Linked DNA regions of Sus scrofa: region 2 is linked to region 1. A link is a contact called in public Hi-C data. All regions are on one chromosome and are shown on one strand. The core of a region is the stretch at or near the end of the contact, and the rest is flanking DNA. Distances in the headings are between cores, read along the strand shown.

The links. Hi-C and Micro-C count contacts between places; a contact is called where the count stands out from the background.
Region 2: a contact with region 1 is called in a Hi-C map of skeletal muscle, with 5 times the contacts expected there. The contact joins two enhancer-like sites. A contact is called at or near these places in 7 of 47 Hi-C or Micro-C datasets (embryonic fibroblasts, heart right ventricle, liver and 1 more) and 1 of 2 datasets of contacts at active chromatin or transcription factors (skeletal muscle).

What each region holds. Positions count from the first base shown.
Region 1 is chr1:14,926,885-14,932,882 of Sscrofa11.1, forward strand. All of the region lies in intron 2 of AKAP12 (A-kinase anchor protein 12), which reads right to left. Among named protein-coding and RNA genes, the nearest start is that of ZBTB2, 71 kb to the left of the region's middle. Within about 2 kb of position 3,172, at least 41 of the 83 cell types and tissues checked have an H3K27ac peak or open chromatin away from gene starts, as enhancers often do. A contact at or near this core is called in liver and skeletal muscle, where this site is marked.
Region 2 is chr1:15,174,105-15,180,497 of Sscrofa11.1, forward strand. The region is part of intron 27 of MTHFD1L (monofunctional C1-tetrahydrofolate synthase, mitochondrial); the gene reads right to left. Among named protein-coding and RNA genes, the nearest start is that of MTHFD1L, 150 kb to the right of the region's middle. Within about 2 kb of position 2,962, at least 28 of the 83 cell types and tissues checked have an H3K27ac peak or open chromatin away from gene starts, as enhancers often do. A contact at or near this core is called in liver and skeletal muscle, where this site is marked.

The DNA of each region.
Region 1 (5,998 bases), core at 1,922-4,421:
TTCCAGGAATTCTCCACATTCTAAATCCATCCGTTATATGCTACACACCCAACCCACGCTCCTTGTTCCAAGGCTCATCACCCAGGACACCTCCAAAGAGAGATGTGTAACTGGGGCTAAAACCCAGAGAAGCAAAACCCTGTACAGGAGCCCGAGGTGAGGGGCAGCATCGGCCCCGGCCTTGACCTGAACATCCTAGCACACACGTGGGCCCCACAGACCCAACATCAGCATCTTCCGTGTGAGAAAGAGGTCCTTTACGAGCCACCCTGCAGTTGTGAAAACACCGAGAGCAATGGCGTTTTCCTGATCAAAAGGAGGTTAAACCATCACTTTTGGCAGGATGATTGTGGAGAATAATGATACCAACCACTCAGAGCGGGCATTCAGCATGTGGCAGTACCTGGGCCAGAGCTGTGAGGGTGTCCATTTCACGTCGCACATGTCCCCTGACAACCAGTCTGCAGCCTTGGGGGTGGGTATTTTTTTCCATCTTGTACAATGAGATGCGTAAGTGCGCTGCCAATAATCTAGAACTTGCGTGAATGTTGGAGGATTCTTCTGTCCCCGTGTACTTGGGAGACAAAGAATACTGTTGCCCATTCCTCACGTTACTCTGCATTTAGTCTTAATAATACGTATGAGTTAGGGGGGAAAAAGGGAAGGTATTTTCCTAATTCAAAAAGGTTTTTGTGTCGTTGGTGCTGGCACACTGTGGGGAAGGGGACACCTCTTTCATCATCACGGCGTCCAATGACTTACTTTCTAGTTGGAAGATGGAGTTACTGCTAACGGGACGTGAGGGAAAGACTTCAGGAAAGGCGACAATATGTCATGTGAATAGAATCCATCACACGGGAAGGTCTGCTGTATTCGTTGCAGGGGGTGGTGGCTGCACGGGCTCTGGGGAGGGGAGAGTGATGGCCACTATTAAGTGACAGCTTTCCCCTGCTTTAAGAAAGGAAAATCCTTCCTTGAGGAGGTCTACAAAAATGTCGTCAATCCCATTCCCTGCCTATGAATTGGGAAACTGAAACACACTCCTCACATAAGGCGGTCCTGCCAAAGCAGCCAGGAGCAACTTTCCCCTCTACTATTTATTTATTCATTTGTCTGTTTAGGCCATGCTGTCGAAGGTTCAGGGCCAGGGATCGAACTCTTGCCACAGCCGTGACCTAAGCTGCAGCACGGATGACACCAGGTCCTTAGCCACTGTGCCACCAGGGAACTCCCCTCCTACATTATTTAAACAGGCAATCCCGAGGCACAAGAAACCTTGGATACTCAATTAATCTTTAACGCCAATGTTAAAAGCCTTTATTGCTTTTCAAGATTCTGACCAACTCTTTAAAGACTATTGATTATAAATCTTCCTGATCAGAATCACTTGTGGAGGGGAAAAAAATTGACCGTGGAAACTCCTTTTTCATATTTACCTCTTCCATTGCGAAATGTTTACTTGCTATTAAGTTTCTGAGTGTAAGATTTCTGAAGATAATATGAGAAAAAGAAGGTTTATGGATGTATGGCTGGATCACTCTGCTGTACAGCAGAAGTTGACTCAACACTGTACATCCAGTATACTTTAAAAAGTTAAAAAAAAAATATTTTCTGCACACTTTCTTTTCACCAGGAAAATGTACCACATTTTGCTTCATTCTTCATATCAACATTGTAATAAAAATAAAACTGAGAAAGCAATCGATCTCATTACTTAACGTTGCCTTAAACAGCCGACAGCTCTTCCAACTGTTTCTGTTCCTTTATCAGCCCATTAGGATTATAGGAACCAATTTTTTCAAGCCTCCTCAAGTATTCCACGTTTGTTAACTCTTAAATTTCTGCTTAAAAGGACCACCCTCCCTTCCCATAAGAAACATGGCATATGATGAACTCATCAAAGAGCAGATATAATAAAGATTACACTGGACACAAAAAGCGCCCAGAAATAAAGTCATGCATGGTCATAGAGGCCCCACTCCCCAGCTGTAACACCCCCAAACCACACCCCCAGGCAGCCTCAGTCAGGGTTGGGCACTTCTTTATCTCACTCCTAGAAAAATGAATGATCTGAAAAAAAAATGAAAAATTTGGGGGTTTTAATTTTTAAATTTTGCGTAGTCTCATCATAGTTTCTAGGCTCCGTGTAAATTTTCACCTCAGGCAAAAGGTAGAAAGGCCAGTCCAGGAAACTTGGGGAAGGAATTTTAAGACAATCTCAAAGTAAACAAGCTAATCTATAGGAAGTGAGAGGTATTTTTAGTTTTGCTCAACTTTCACATTCATTAAAAATTCCAGAGGCGGATGAGGCTTTGCAGAAGCGATTAGATTGAGAACAATTTTAAGTCCAAGAAATTCTATATTGCACTTTGAAGAAAACACGTGTTTATTTGGAGAACAGCAATCTCAGATATTTAGAGAAGAGTTGGTCTAATAAAAATCTAAATTAGCAAATGAAGCTTAAATTTGATGGGGGGAAAAGGCAGAGAGGAGGAGAAAGCAGGCAGGTTCCTAAGATTTCCAGCTACAGTACAATTGCATGAAAAGATCAAATGACAAGCGGGAGGAGCTGAGAACTTTCCACAAGTTTGCTATCTGTAACTTACTAGCTAGAGGTAGGTATTAAACCTTATCACTTACACTCAGCCAGATTACTAGAAAGCAAGCTGAAGACCTTACTATTCACTGCCTGACCGCTGCTGACCTTAGTTACTGATTTTACAGTAACGATGGCTTCATAAAAACTACCGCTTAACACTTGAGTCCCCTAAATCGCCAAGTGTTCCTTCGTTGAAAGTTCCTAAGAAGCAGGTCAACAGCAGAATTTACCTCTTTTTTTTTTTTTTTTTTTTTTTAATCACCACAGCAAGCGATTTAGGTCTTCACAACCTATTTTCAAATTCAGTCCAATCTAACATGTGTCTCCTGGGCCGGCGCGGCTGCTTTCCTCTGCCCGGGGCAGGGGTGCGACCCTTCACAAAATGCATTCCAGGTCTCCCCTGGGCAAAGTCAGGAAGATTCCAGCACAGGCCAAGAGAAAACCAAAGAGAGAATGCTCTTCTGAGCCAAAAGGCAGCCCCGGGGGGAGAAAGAGATGCCCCATCCGGATGTCCAGCCGCCGCCCCGCAGCCTCTCCCAGCCCAAAGCAGGTGACTCCACCTGCCGTGGAGGGAGAACACTACAGACCTGGCTCCCGCCTTACCTGTGATGGTGACGATCCCCAGCATCCTGGACCGGCACCTCCCAGGCGGGAGCGACCGGGCCTCGCCCCCTCTGGCGCTTGGCTGAAGCCCAAGGGGGTCTTGCTAACCCGCTGCGGTCTCGCCGGGATCCGAAAGAACGAACCGCCCAGCCACCCCAGGAGGATCAGCAAGAACCAGAGTTGCCTTCGCAGCAGCAGCAAGAAGCGGACGGAGGATGCCTTTCCCCAGCTAATTATAGGAGGACCCACCCATCCACCCACCCATCCGGGCTGGGGGCCGGGGGCCGGGGCCGGGGCCGGGGGCCGGGGCCGGGGCCGGGGCTGGCCCGCCCTCCCGCGCTCCGGGACTTGGCACCGCGCTCGCGCGTCATGTGTTTCGTTTTAAAGGAGGGGAGCCCTCCCTGTGGCGGGTCTCTGTTACTGGTCAGTAAGGCTCTGCAGCGAGACCCAGGGAGGGTCTTTAAAAAGTTGCTGGGATGAATAAGACCAGAGTCAGCAGCATTTTATCTAAAGCGTTACTTCATTCCTGGCACCGAGTTACTTCTATATCTCAGCTTTTACTATTACTTAAAGGAAATAAACCGCACAGATATTAAAGTCTGTCATTAAAAAAAAAAAATACTGTTCTGTATCCTCGTGTTTGTTTAAAGGCTGATGAGGTGCAAAAATGCTCTTCCCTTTTTAGCACCTATAGTATTTTCACCATCTGCTACACACACACACACACACACACACACACACACACACAACTACACTGATCTGGGGGTTGGCAAGCCTCAGCTGTCCACTTTCCTGAACTTTTTGAGAAGGGCTGTTACAAGGCGAACTTTGTGTCTTCAGCACTTGATCAAGGCAGCAGCTATTTTTTGGGGGGGGGCCCTACCTGGGCATGTGGAAGTTTCTGGGCCAGGGATCTGACCCAAGCCACAGCAGTGACAACCGCAGAGCCACAAGGGAACTCCCAAGTTAACTTTTAAACAACTCAAATACTTGAGCATAATGTCCTTTTTAAAATTTTTTTAATGGTGTAATGTTAGCTAAACTTTTTTCCCCCTTTATTTTTGGCCGCCCTGCAGCATATGGAGTTCCTGGGCCAGGGATCAGATCCCCGTGCTGCAGCTGCAGCAACACTGAATCCTTTAACCCACTGTGTGGGCTAGGGATCGAACAGCCGATCGGGTTGTGCCACAGCAGGAGCTCCAAGCTAAACTTTTAGATCACACTATGCCATGTTCCAATGTAGAGACACAACTGACTCTCTAATATGTAAGCCACACACCATGAAAATCAGTCAGAACCAAAGTTCAAAATTCAGAATTTTTCAGGCAGCTCTAAATTCTTAAACACAGGATAAGTAAGTACTAAATTGGGGGCTCTTACAATTTTGACACAGTTTCACGTATCAATTTTCTATTAGCCAAGGCCATTTAGGCCCCCTACGTTTGTTTCTTTTTTTTTCATCCTTTTCCCCTTTATCACTTCATGCCTTGCCTGTCTGACCCCATTAACCAGGCTCTCCCTATAAGTAAACAAAAGAAAGATTTTACTATTGCTTTTTTCTTTAGACCATGAAGATCTTGTTCATTATTGCTCGGGAGAAGGGAGGAAGGAGGGGAGTTTGGGGTGGACCAGGGTGGACACAGGAAAAAGAAGGAAGAGGGGGGTAAGAATTTTCCAAAAAACGCTGAGCACAGCCTGGGCGGGGCGGGGCGGAGAGAATGGCACGTAGTTACTCCATATAACCACCAGGGGGCGGAACGCACCCTATCCGGCCTACCCTGAGCAAGGTTAACTGGCATCTTGCCAGCAATTAGATCTTGTTACAAAAATCAGCTTCAGCCTGTCCATACATAGATTTTCCCTCTGACCTTCCCACCAGCACCCAGCCTGGTCACACGTCCACGTGGGAACAGAGAGTGATGTGCTTTGTCGTGATGCCTGGGAGCCGATTCCCAGAGAGCCACTTAGCAGCGTCCTCACCTTTTATCTGCCCTAGAGTCATCTTCACTTAGGTTCACAAATTGCTTCAATTACGGTGAAAGTCTGGTGTGTGTGAAATGTTGGTTCTAATGGTCCCACTGCAATTCACATAGCTCAGGGGTCAGGGCAGATCCGCATTCCTCTGCCGAGGGCATGTATACACACACACACACACACACACACCTGTGCCCCCCACTTCCATGCCCCCTCAGACTAGAGAGTCCTAGCTGTACAAATCATAGATAAAGCCACCTATGAAGACTCCATTGGGATGCACATTAAATGAATGGTCTTCAGCTTCCCAAGCGTGTCTCTCAACCCAGACACTGTGTCTTTATTTGGAGCCCAACCCCCTTCCCCAGAGTTGTCCCAGGAGCCTGGGCTATACCTCAAGGGGGTCTAAGGTCTCAGCTCTGCATCATTTCTCAGCACCAGCGGTTGGGGACAGCAGATGGCTATCATCTGATGTCACCTCTAAAATACAAATATTCAACTTATGGGTGCATCTGGGTGTCCACTGAGTCTGCCCCTGCTTGGTGGTACCACCAGCTCCTCTCCTTCCTCTAAGTCCAAACTCTAACACCAGGACAGGCATTAGCCATTCACCTGAGCTGGATGGGAAGAAACATCACCAGGTGAAATCACAAGACTCATTCGAAATAATATTTAAAAAGGTAAAAGGTATCTCTGTTCAGTTCTGGCGCTTCAACTTTTTGTTCCTTTTCACGACACTGGTGACGATACTAACACAGCTCATTCGATATCCTTAAAGAGGTAGGTTCAGCCGCGAGGCAGAGCAACAGGTCATGGGGCAAG
Region 2 (6,393 bases), core at 1,712-4,211, 250 kb after region 1:
TCACGCAAAATCACCCCAAAGCAGCAAACTCTTGTGAGTGCATCCAATCTAGCCATCAAAGGGTTCGCGTGGGCATCGGAGAAGGTTACCTCTTGAGGCACCAAAGTTAACTTCTAAGACCAAAGCCGACTTATCACGGGTTGAGCTGAATGGATGCGCTACAGGAAGCAGTCATACTCCCTTCTAATGCTCTTCTATCCAAGTTTAAGGCCACCCAGGAATGAAATCCAAAACTAGGTAAATATGTAGCAACTTCATCTGCCAGTTTTTCAACTGATCTTTTATCAGAGCTTCAAGCAAATAATTAATGTGTTTTGATTTGACTTCTTTTCATTGCCCATATCCAAGGGCCACCCTGCCTACTCTTGGCCCCTAACACACCCCTCATGTATTGTTTTCGTATTTCCTGACCCTAGAAAATAAGCGACTTGAAAGCAAAGACTTTGCCACACTTACCTTTTTTACTCTTGGTGACGAACAAACAGGAAACATAAAGATTTGTTAAATGGACACGAGAGCAAAGAGCTGGGAAAGGGTCTAATATTATGCCCTGCCTTTTCATAATCCAGGTTGACAGACCATGAGTGGTTGACTTAGAGGCTGCTTAAAAATTCTTTCCAGGTGGATGTGATCAGCTTGACTTTTGAGGGTCCAAGGATTCATTGTGAAGTACGTTGCATTAAGCAAACATACAGAGTTGGTTTAAAAAAATTTTTTTTTTTTGCTTTTTTAGGGCCACACCCATGGCATATGGAGATTCCCAGGCGAAGGGTTCAATTGGAGCTACAGCTGCAGGCCTACACCACAGCCACAGCAACACAGGATCCGAGCCACGTCTGCGACCTACACCACAGCTCACGGCAACACCAGATCCTTAACCCACTGAGCAAGGCCAGGGATCGAACCTGCAACATCATGGTTCCCAGTCAGACTTCCGCTGCGCCATGACAGGAACTCCCAAAGTCGGTTTTAACATTTAAACCCCAGTTTATTCATTCTGGGCAATGTAAGACTTTGCCATTTTGAGACGTGTGGAATGATGGAAAGAACAACAGACATAAAACAGAAAGAAGCACAGCTAAGTTTTCTCACTTATGTAACAGTAGGGGCCTCAGTTTTCTCATTTATATGACAGAGTCGAACTGGAGGGTCTCCCGCATTTGGTTGGGAGAAATCCCAGGCTCGGCTTCCTCTTTGGGTGATGCTGGTCTTCTCATTTGCAGTGTTAGTGACTCCAGAACCTTGCATTTATAGCACAGACTTCATTATTGAACGAATCCTAGACCCAATGTTCAGCTGCCCTGTGGACGTCTTCACTTGAACTTAACAACAGATGCTTCAGACTCAGCGTGCTCAAAATGCAATTCATCACTGTGCACTGCAGGCCTGACAATGCTACCCTTGGACCTAATGGCAAGGTTGGTGTCCGAGAACTTGGATGTCAGAACCCAGTCCCCGTGGGAGTCTGGAATTTGGTAAGCGCCAGGCAGAGGATACCTATGTTCCTCTGGGCTTCACCCCATGTGGCTGTTCTCTTGGCTGATTTTTTTCTTTCTTTCTTTTTAGGGTTGCACCTGCAGGATATGGAAGTTCCAGGCTATGGGTTGAATCAGAGCTACAGGTGTTGGCCTATGTCACAGCTTGTGGCAACGCCAGAGCCTTAACCCACTGAGTAAGGCCAGGGAGCAAACCCACATCCTCATGGACACTATGTCGGGGTCTTAACCCCCTGAGCCGCCCGCAATGGGAGCGCCTCTCTTGGCTGATTTTGCATTGTATTCTTTTGCTGTCATAAATTGTAACTGTGAGTATGACTATGCTGGGTCTGAGTCCTCTAGTGAATCACTGAACCTGGGGGTGCTTTGAGTTTCCCCAACACAAGATTGGCCTCCTAAAACTGGCTTTACCTCCTTTCCTGCTTAGCTAAGTAAAAGATAACCCAACCCACCAGGGGAGCAAGCCAGATATTTGAGTCATTCTCTCCTCCCCTCTTCCGCTCACTGAGTCCAGCTTACTCTACCCCCTAATTGCTCTGGGACCCCTGCCCTCCTCTACCTCCACCTCCTAACTAGGTACCCAAGCCTCTAGTCTCCCCTCTCTCCACCCACTCTCCAGAGCGCTGCATGACTGACAGCTCTGGTCTATAACACAATTATGACATTGCTCTGTTTAAAGTCCACAGGTCCTGAAGGGAGTTCCTGCTGTGGTTCAGCAGTAACAAACCCGACTAGCATCTATGAGGACGTGGGTTCAGTGGGTTAAGTATCTGGCGTTGCCGTGAGCTGTGGTCTAGGTTGCAGATGAGGCTCGGATCTGGCGTTGCTGTGGCTCTGGTGTAGGCTGGCAGCTGCTGCTCGGATTCGACCCCTAGTCTGGGAGCTTCCATATGCTGCAGGTGTGGCGCTAAAAAGCAAGTAAGTTCATAAATATCCACGGGTCCTGCAGAATGAAGTTCTGATTCCTCAAAGCCTCAAGTGACCTGGGCCTTGCCTTCCTGGCCGATATCACTGCTCACACTCCCTCCAAACCTCCTGCTGCCTGCACTCACGCACGGTCCCCTTATGACCAGGTTTCGGCAATGTCCCCTCTCACCCTGATGCTTTATATGCTGCTTTCTGCGCTGCATCACCTGGCTAACCATCTCACCCTTCACCACCAGGCTGAGCCCCGCCCCCCACCACACCCAGCCTGAGCTCCCCACCCCTGCTGGCTCCCAGTGCCATCTGCTGCCGTAGGCTCTGGGGCACCTCTGTGTGTCCCCTGTGTCTCAGAGGGAAAAGAGCCCTTTTAGGTGTTCATGTATTTAACTGTTGTGCCTCACTAGCCTGCAAACTCCTTGAGGGTAAGGTCCAGGCTTCTGCTGCTGCTTTGTTTGTTTTTTCTCATGGCTTAGTGCATAGCATGTTTCAATACTGAATGAGTGAATCAGAAAGAAGGCATGCATGTGGTTGCACAGTGATGCATTTATTACGGCAGAATGGCCAGATGACTCATTGCCGAGCGCCTGAGTATCTGAGGTGCATCTCAAGGAGGAGGATTCGTCACTTCCAAGCAGAGAACGCCCCCCTGTGCTCCCTTTTCTCAGACCCACTGGTCCTTCTACCTTCTGTCCACACCCCACCCTGGAGCAGTGCATTCGATTTTCTACTGGGGAAATATCAACGGAAGTATCTGCAGCAGATTTTTTCTGAACTGCTTCCCACAAATTCAGTGCTGTTTATCTTAGAGATGTCCTCTTGCTGACCTTGGCCTGCCTTGCCCTCCGCTTAAATCTTCATGTCCTTCTCCCAGTCCCCACTGTTCCCTTCCTACAATACATGAAGGATTTGAGTCCGGAATCAAGCAAAGCCAAAATCCATTGGAAAGAGTGACTTCCTCGTAAATGAAATGGATGACTCTCCAGGGCCTTACGTAACACCGAGGACAAGCCCTTCCTGGCCATCTCCTGGCTGATCTACATACAGGCTCGCAGGACAGAGCGCACAGCTCGCCTCCAGGCTGAGTGCTTTCTTTTTGCTTTTTAGGGCCGACCCCGCGGCATATGGAGCTTCCCAGGCTAGGGGTTGAATCAGAGCTACAGCTGCCAGCCTACCCCACAGCCACGGCAATGTGGGATCCCAGCCCTATCTTCGACCTACACCACAACTCACGGCAATGCCGGATCCTTAATCCACTGAGCGAGGCCAGGGATCAAATCTGCGTCCTCACGATACTAGTTGGGTTCCTTACCATTGAGCCACAGTGGGAACTCCCCAGACTGAGTGTTTTAAATGCTGGGTTGGGTATATTTGAGAAACTGCTCTGGGAAATGCCAGTCTCATGGTGAGTACGGATACCTGCTACCTCGATCAGATTTCGGGAATAAACATTATTTAATAAAATGGAAAGAGAAGGCCCTGAATACTTAAGGACGTACCTGAGAGCTTTCACAACATATGTATCACTTAGGAGTTGTCTTGCTCACAATGTATAAAACATTCTCAAGTTTTATACTCTGATGTTATAAAAACCCCAACAAACAGCCAGTTTAGAACTCTGGCAGCTCAGAGCTGTTGGATAGGCTGGCAGGGGACCAGAGGCCATCATCCCGTCAAAGAGGAGAAGGGACTTCAGGTGCAGATGTGGCAATAATGCCTTATTCAGGGTGCTCACCACTGCACTGTCCTGCCCTTCATCTTGAAGCTGTCTCACTTTTGGTGAAAAAGGAAAAAAAAAAAAGAAATTCCTAGTTCTTGCTGTGGCTCAATGGAATCGGTGTCTTGGGCGCGCTGGGTTGCAGGTTTGACCCTGGCCTGGCACAGTGGGTTAAGGATCCAGTGCTGTGGCATCTGTGGCTTAGGCCCAAACTAAGGCTCGGATCAGATCCCTGGCCTGGGAACTGCATAGGCCGAGGGGTGCCCCCTCCCCCCCCAAAAGAAATTCCATCAGAAGTTTTGAGAAATGCATAATATTGGTCAAGTGTTATAAGTTAAAACAGTGAAAACGAGTCGTGGTGCACACCTGCAGATGGCCCTCTGTCCAACTCACTTGGCTGAGCCACACTGAGCCACACTGATGCGGGCAGGAGTCCTTGGAAAGGAAGTGACCCAGGCGTTGCTGCCGGCAAGGGGTCGGGGGTGTGCATGAGTCATGGCTCTCCCTTCTGGTGGGAGGGGACAAATTACATGTACCCCCCCCCCAAACCATCCTTTTCATGATACAGCTCTATCTTGCGGGTTCAGTGGGCATCTGCAGGCTAATTACCATCTACCTCCCTGAGAAATCTGCAAGCGTGTAATGGGATTACGATTCTTGCTGGTTGTCAACCCAGAGGTCACTGTTAAAAGCAGGTAAATGGCACATTTCTGCAAAGAGTGCCAACAAGCTTTCTGTGAGCTCAGAAATGAAGCTTCCACCACCAGGACAAAGGCCAAAAATGGATGTGACAGACCCCGACAAGTGGTGCCCCCAAACTTTCTGCTCTTTTAGGAATCCCAACACAACCCTGACCCTCTCAGAGTGTCTAGCTGCACTAGATACATATCTTTCTTGGCCCTTTGTGACGCTATGTATATTTCATTAAAACGTCAATGTGGTACATCAGCTTAACCTCTTCCCGGGGACGGAAATGAAGCAAGAAAAGAAGAAATTAAAACTGTCAATCTAAAAGCCACGGGCTGTCCCTGAATGAAAATAAGGATTTTGCCTGCCACTTTGCTCAAAGGTTAAGACTATTGCATGCGGTGTTTAAATTGAGAAACCTAAGGTAGGAATACATTTGTGTGTGTGTGAAAGTCTAGATCTCTTTGGTCTTGAAGCATTCCGGATGGCATATTTATTGATTTATTTACTTATTCACTACTTATTTTTTCTTCCACACCTGTGGCATGTGGAAGTTCCTGGGCTAGGGGCTGAATGGGAACTGTAGCTGCCGGCCTACGCCACAGCCACAGCCACAGTAGTGCAGGATCCAAGCCTCGGGAGCGACCTACCCACAGCTCACGGCAACACCAGATCCTTTAACCCACTGAATGAGGCCAGGGATAAAAACTAGCCTCTTCATGGATACTAGTTGAGTTCTTAACCTGCTGGGCCACAATGGGAACTCCTAGCATCTTTATTTTTATATTTTGCCCCCCAATCTTCTGTATACCTCTTTCTGTAGGTAAAGGTGGTCGGCAAACAATTTAAGGAGGCTTACTTCATAACAAAGTTTAAGAGTTAGAAGGACAGACATCAGGACTGTGGAAACTCTACACCAAACAAATGTCAAGAACCAGGCAGCAAGTAGGTCTGTGGTCCAGGCATCCTACAATGATGAGAGCTGAGTTGTTTATTAGTTTTAGAGCATCTTGACAACCAAAGCAGAAGAGGATAAGGAAAGCAGCATAGAAAACAAGGTAAACAATCTCAAAACATCAGGGTCTCGTAATATCAGGAGACATTCATTCAATAACTTGAACCTACTGTGTGCCAAGTGCTGCGCCTGGCATTTTGACTCAAAGTTCAGGGTTATAATTTCCAGGGATGGCAGGGATTGAATCTACTCTGTGATGCTGACCGAAGGGGTTCCTGGCCTTGGCAGATCATTCACTTGACCGGTAGGGTTGACCATACTTTTGCGCGATAGAGGAACCAGATCAAGTCTTTCACCTACGGAGATGAACAACTGGCAGCGGCATGTGTGTATATCTGTATGTGTATATACGACTGGGTCACTTTGCTGTACAGCAGAAATTGTCACAACATGGTAAATCAACTATACTTTAAAAAAAAATAAACCTAGGAAGATATTTCTTCCATGAAACAAAGACAGCAAACTTGAAACAAACAAACAGCCAACCAACCCAGTCCAAAGAAAAAGAGGCTGATAGAAAACAACTCTGGGCCTCCTTCAAACACATTAACTGATGG